Linked DNA regions of Dromaius novaehollandiae: region 2 is linked to region 1. A link is a contact called in public Hi-C data. All regions are on one chromosome and are shown on one strand. The core of a region is the stretch at or near the end of the contact, and the rest is flanking DNA. Distances in the headings are between cores, read along the strand shown. Region 1 holds the start of ID2 (inhibitor of DNA binding 2). Region 2 has its middle 370 kb from the start of RNF144A.

Evidence for each region. Hi-C and Micro-C count contacts between places; a contact is called where the count stands out from the background.
Region 2: a contact with region 1 is called in a Hi-C map of brain, with 5 times the contacts expected there. The contact joins the enhancer-like site here to the promoter of ID2 in region 1. A contact is called at or near these places in 3 of 4 Hi-C or Micro-C datasets (brain, liver and ovary).

The regions. Positions count from the first base shown.
Region 1 is chr3:17,975,707-17,979,084 of bDroNov1.hap1, forward strand. ID2 (inhibitor of DNA binding 2) reads right to left here and starts at 1,640. Exons shown (of 3, transcript XM_026097234.2): 1 at 1,157-1,640; 2 at 785-849; 3 at 1-81. The coding sequence starts at 1,504. The coding sequence ends at 793.
Region 2 is chr3:18,460,153-18,463,530 of bDroNov1.hap1, forward strand. No RefSeq gene overlaps it. Among named protein-coding and RNA genes, the nearest start is that of RNF144A, 370 kb to the right of the region's middle. Within about 2 kb of position 1,824, at least 1 of the 2 cell types and tissues checked has open chromatin away from gene starts, as enhancers often do.

The sequences.
Region 1 (3,378 bases), core at 390-2,889:
AATAAATTCAGCACCTCAAAAAAAAAAATCCTGTAGATATTTTCTTGTGCAAAAAAAAAAAAAATCTCATCAGTGGAACACCTGCAAAAGATTGAAAAGAGGCGTATTTAGGAGAATGCTAACAGGGCAGAGATCCGGACAGACTGGCGCCAGAGAGGAAGCCACAGTTTGAACATTTAACCAAACACTCAAAGATTGGGCAAACCCTGGCGTCCAGATGCAACACATACACGCTCACACACTCACTCTCAAGAGCACAAATTGAACATTAAAAAAACATACACTCAATGGAAAGGATAGAAAGGGGATTCTCAGTCCAATCTCTATTTAGATCTCTGTAAATGCACTGCTCAGAGGCGCCAGTCTGCCTCTTACAGCAATTATTTGATTAAAAGCAGTCATTTATTTAACTGATAGTGTAGACAATCCCACATCACAAAATTTAAGAAACTGTGCCAAGTTTCCCAACTTAATCAGTCACTCTGGCCCGGGAAGTTAAGACTTCAGAAACAGATAACCAGAGAATTGGCATTGAGCAGTGAGTAGTATCAGAGCAAACAGTCTGTGCTGCTTAATTATCCTTAGAAACCAAAATATACTTTGGACTATCAGACTCCATTATTAATCTAATTTTAATGGTTGGATTGCTGGTTATAAAGGCATATCCTAATCAACTTTTATGATAGACTTTTTAAAAATAGTAACAGCCTCATAAACAGAATTTTTCCATTCTGAATGGAAGCACTTTCATCTGAAGTTTAAAAATAAGGCTCACTTTACTCACCGTTTGATTTAGCCACAAAGTGCTTTGCTGTCATTTGACATTAGTTCTGAGGGGAATTCAGATGCCTGCAAGGAGAAAATACAACAAAACAGAGCAGTGTTAAATGTCTTAGCAGTCAAAAAAGCAGAAAAAGTACTCTGGATCGTGAAGTTCTTCACTCATGACATGTTTTGATACAGACTCGTAACAATGGCTAGCAGAGGTAGTGGCAGTTTTGCTGGAATTTCCATACATTTTAATCTAGCCCTCTGTCTTCAGTAACCATTACTCAGGTTGGCCACGTTCTGCATTAAAGACAGTTCTAACATTGACTTAAAATACCGTATCTAGGTCAGCGGACAGAAACAGGGCAGCTACGGAGAGGTCATTTACCTGTAACGACAGGATGCTGATGTCTGTGTTTAAGGTGGTCAGAGGAGTTCTCGAAGAAGGATTTTGTCCTGGTCTCTGGTGATGGAGACTGACAATACTGGGATGTGAATCTAAGGCGATCTGCAGGTCCAGAATGTAGTCGATGACATGCTGCAGGATTTCCATCTTGCTTACTTTCTTGTTCTGAGGGATGCTGGGCACTAGCTCTTTCAGTTTGGAGTAGCAGTCATTCATGTTGTACAGCAAACTCATAGGATCATCCACGGGGGTTTTGCTCCGGGATATGCCTAGGTTGTGCTCCGAGAGGCTGTTTTTCCTGACAGATCTTACAGGACTGAAAGCTTTCATGCTGAAAGACAGATGGAGAGAGCAGTTCCAGCGCACAGAAACACTGTGGGAGCTCGCTCTCCGCTTGCTTCTCTGCCTCTCTGCCTTTCCTCTCTAAGCAGCTGCCTGAGCGCAGAATGAAGCGGTAAGCTGCTCGTGCCGGCTTTTATACTGCAGGCGCAGGAGCTGCCAAATCCAGCCTGTGCTCGCTGCCATTGGAGGCCAGCAGCATGTCCATCAGGCCCCGAGACGCTCTCACTGGTACAAATACAAGCGAAGCGGCTGCTCGGGCCTTCCGTGTTCGGAGCCAATGTGGGGAAGGAGGTGTGGCTGCGCCAGGCACAGCTGAGGGTAGTAAATACTGTACAGTAAATGCCGAGCCCGGACTCGCAGCGAACGTTTTACAAAGGCACTTAGGAAGGAATGAAATGGGCATTTTTACATTGCGATCGCAGAGATCAGAGTTCGGTCACAAAACCCTCGGCCCTCTCCCTCTGTACTTCTCCCTCTCGTATAAAAGACAGCCTCCTAACGTTCTTCCCTCTGTTTTGGAGAGTTAAAGTGGGAATAAAAACACCCTGCAAGTATAAGGGCTCAAGAAGAGAGGCTGGGGCGAGCGTATGCAGATTGTAAGGGCAGGCACTGAAGGAGTGAGGAATGCGTTGCTGTAAGCATTCTGTGTGCAGAATATGATATACCTAGGTAATATTTACTGCTATAACAAGATGTTGGTGCAGGCTGAGACTTCCTGAAAGTCACTTTGAATTAGAGTATCAAGCAGCTTTTCAAAGTGCCTATTTAAAAATACGACTGCATACATCAATGGTCAGGCTCAGTAGTAGAGCACTGTAGGCTCCAGATTTAGGCAGGAGATGTACGTGTAAAACATAAATAAACATAAAATCAACTTGAACTTTCCTCTCTAATGACAGAACACTGCTACAAGGCTGAGAGCTCAGAGAGCCCTGACAGACTAAGAAGTCACTGTTTGCTTGCTGTTTCCTGAGGACAGGGCTATTTTAAATGATGCTATTAATTGGAAATCATTAGGCAAATGTGCATATTGAAAGTACATTTACATGTATTACCCTTGAAAGGCTGTTCATCTGCATCCTATCAGTGCATGTGACATGTTACTGTAATTAATTATGCATAGATTGTTTCTGGTGACAAATGTGAATACTTACTGCACGCTGTACTTTTTGCAGCTTTTGGTTGCAGCCAATGAAACATCCTGCAGAAACATTCCAGAGGAAAAAGTTGGGGTTTTGTTTAACTGCAGAAATTATGGCAATTTTTTTTCAAGCTTAGGTCAATTGCATTTTTCTATATTTAGCTCATACCGATTGCTCTATAACATACCAATGTATCTCCCAACCATCTTTTCACGTAAGTTAAACTTATAAAAGTGTAGATTTTCATATACAATTAATATATATGGGATTCTACACGTAGAACAATTATAATAACCATCTGAATGCTTAAAGTACGTTTTTCTTTATTTCAAAGCAAGCATAGACATGACATCTATAAAATCAGTTAAGATTGTACTGTGACTATTAAAAGCAGACAAATATTGGATTTATCTGTGCCGTTGTTGCATAGCTACACTAAATGAATTGGGGATGTGGGGGAGGAACGTTACGGACCCTTGGAGAAAAAGCGCTATAGAGATCGATGAATATTTTTCTCCAATTAATGTTGCATTCCTTAGCTGGTGTTTTGCTATTCTGTAACAGGACATTTTGGTGGCTGTAACACAAGCTTATTTGCCCCACGGCTTTTATCTGAGGGTGGACTGTAGGCGGTGCTGAGGCTGATAGGAACACAATTCAGTCATTTTGAAATGTGAAGGGTGAAAGTGAATCTCTACATTCAATCTGATAGGAAGACAA
Region 2 (3,378 bases), core at 574-3,073, 480 kb after region 1:
GCTTGTATACCAGGAGTGGGATCTGTTGGCAAACATATGAAAGATGTTGTCATTTCTGAAAGTAAAGATCAGCTCTTAGTGTCTTTTGACAGGTGTCTAAGTGAGGAGGGTTGATCTGTAAAGCAGCTGACATGTAAAGGAAAAGGAAAGTTAGATCTGAAGGTTCAGAGAACAGAATGAAAATGAAGACATAAAATAATGCAAATATAGAAGAAATAGGGGTTTGTGTTTCCAGAGTATGAAATCCTGGAGTTTTATGGGATTTTCCCCATATTCCTAGAACCAGTAGCTTTACAATTCTAATTCAAGAATTAAGAGAAACCAGTGGCAAAAATCCCATTGACTTCAACATTGCATGCACTGCAAGAGACACATATAGTGTTGGTTTTACTGTGGGAGTAGAAGATTTGTCCATCCAAACAACAGATAGTGTATCAACTGACGGAGCTTCTCCCTGCAGAATCACAGAGGGATGTTGACAACAGCAGCGTGACACGCTGCTCGCTTCAGCTCAGCAAACAATTCTGGCCGTGAAACATTGTTTAGGCGAGCTAGAGTCAGAAATGGAATAAAGGGGAAGAGAGTCAGTGTCTGGCAACACTTACCTTGCAGTGGGATCTGACCTGTCACCATATCACTTTGTAGCAAGAACGAGAAACAAACATGATTTTAGAGCAAGACTCACCATGTGTGACTTACTGAGCACAACATGGGCCTTTCACAGCTCTGCTGCTGCCAGGTCTCAATGTGCAGAGTTGAGAGCGTGGTGGGAAGAAGGGCTTATAGAAGTCATTCGCCATTTGAACTGCCTGGCTCGATGGAGTTGGACGGGACAAATGCAGCATAATACTTGTAGCCTGCTGAACACTTCCAGTGACTGAGCTAACAACTGTCAATTTTGCCAAACTGTTTTCAATTAAAAGTGTATGTCTACAAGAGGTAGAATACTGCATTCAGGGGGCAGAACAGTGGTCTTGCATACAGCCTTGCATGCCATTGCAGTGTGCTCTTTCACAGGGGTTGCAGCATTTCTGCGTGCACTGCCATACGCTCATGTGAATGTTTGCCCAGAGAGGAGCAGAAGTCAGGGCTCTGCCACTTACAGCACCTCCAGGGCAGACGAGCACACAGGTGTGTGTGTGGGTGGGGAGTTTATAACTAAGGAAGAAGAATACCGAATGAAGAGATAAACCACACAAAGGGACTACATTTGATCTTTGTTCTAAAAATTCAAAGGCAGCAAGAGCTGTAAAAATCACTTGCTGTTCCATGTAACGAGCAAATTGTTACAACACTCTGCAAAGGCCCAGGACTCCTGCATCTTTTGTAAGGACAACTGAATGCATTTCATCTTACTAGCTAAAAGTGAGAGTTCTTGTCTGCATAGAAATCAGCCACTTTGCTTTCCTGACACTCCTACCATGAAATTCTGTACTGTGTTAAAATCTTTGATGCAAGAATTTCAGTCACAGGTCATTCTGCATGTAAGTTTATGTTCCCTTGGTTATTTAGATCTGTGTATTATACATTCTCAAGCTTTTTACAAGCTCATTTGTGTGTCTCATGATTAAAAATTCTGTTTATGTTTTTTCGCTTGTCAAGACATAATCAGCTTTCATGCTGTGTCTATGTGATATCTTCAATAATCAGTCAGGTTTATGGGGAAAGCAAGGGTAGCAATGCCATACAAAGCGCTTCTCAGGAATGAGTCTGTTGCTGTGAACTCGGTTTTCATTCTGCTTCACCTAAAATCTTAAAGCTATGAGCTTCTGTCAAGGAAGTTTTTGTAACAGCCTAGACTCTACCAGCTAACTAGCTCCCCCTCTTGAAACTTCACAAATACTGGCAGAAAGCTACTCAGGGTTGTAAAGGGAAGTAAACTGAAATCCAACTGTACTGCAGTATTTCACTCTCAGTTTTTTAATAATTGTGGATTTGTTTTTTCATCTGCAACCCTGACAGCTGGTTAGTGGTCCTTTTGTTGCTGGTGCTGCTGGTTTCTGAACCGACCTTTTAAGAACAAAGGGTTTTAGTGTTTGTTGCATAAGGGTTTTGGGCCACAGAAGCCACGACAGTGCCTGTGTCCAGCGGAGACGGTGCACCAGAATGGCCAAGGAAGATGAAGGGCACAGGAGAGGGACAAGGATGGCCAGGGGACATCGCGGTTCAGTTCCACCCTAGGGCAGCCTCTACGTGTGGACTCCAGTGAACGCCAGGGCAGAAATGAGCATGGCCCATCTGTGCAGGAGTGCAAACACCATCTGCACCTCCCGGGGGTGATTCTCTGCTGACAATGAGCCCAGCTGACGCAGGAAGACGGCAGCTGTGCTCGCTCGCTGCCTTACTTCGTGCAGGAACGGGGTTAGAAACATGGTAGGTAGCTACAGTCAGGAGTTTCTGGATCCTTCCAGAAAAAATAGGAGGCATAGCAGAGATTTTATTCTTGGGTGTTGAATGGAGAGGTCCTTGGATCTGCAGCTAAGAGCAAAGTGTCTTCAGCACACAGCAGGCCTCATTAAGCTGAGCACTATCCACGCACATTTTACAAAGAGCTGTCCCTGCCCTGAAAATTTCCTTTCTGAAAATGTCACTGTGATGCCAACATGGACAAAGGGCAGGATAAGGCAAGACTTCTTGTTTTATTTACAGATGAGTAACTGTGGCATAAGGCCACACTCAGTCTTCCTACTGTATTGTTTAAGCATTTTATCCAGTGATTCTTCAACTGAAAGAATATTCATCATCCCTGAAGCAAGGAACAGAACACAGGACTCCTCATTTCCAGGGTTGTCCTGGCAGTGCGCTATAAAATCAGGCTCTTTCTATTTATTCTTATTTATTTGCTTATTCTCAACTACTGTATGGCCAGGTGAGTTTTCTTCCAGGGAGGGTCAGAAGTGGTTTGGAAAGCCTTTAGGCTGAAAAGAGTCTGGAATCTAATTTCTTGATAAAAGTTTCTAAGTGATTGCTAAAAATGGTGAGGACTACCACTAGCTTGATTTTAAACTGAATTTGGTGCTTTATGTCATTTTCAAGGGTGCATACATGCCAGCTAAAAGAGCTGTTTTGGCACTTCTACAGACTATATGTAGCCGTTGCCTTTTTCTGAACCACAATGAAGCTTGCATCACAGCTAGTGATGCAGATGAGAGCTTTTGTCCTTCTTATGTGAACAAACTGGCATTTACTCATCTAATCCAAATAGTTGAGGTTTCACAGTCTTACAGTCGTGCTTAAATCTTTCTGATCAGTCTAGATATGTCCTTAGAGACAGGGCTTAGTTGTTTAGGTCCCTTGAATCCTATGGAAATCCATGGGAAATCTTAGGCATCAAAATATCTTTCAAAATCTTACCTTAAGTCACCTGTCCCAAATCAG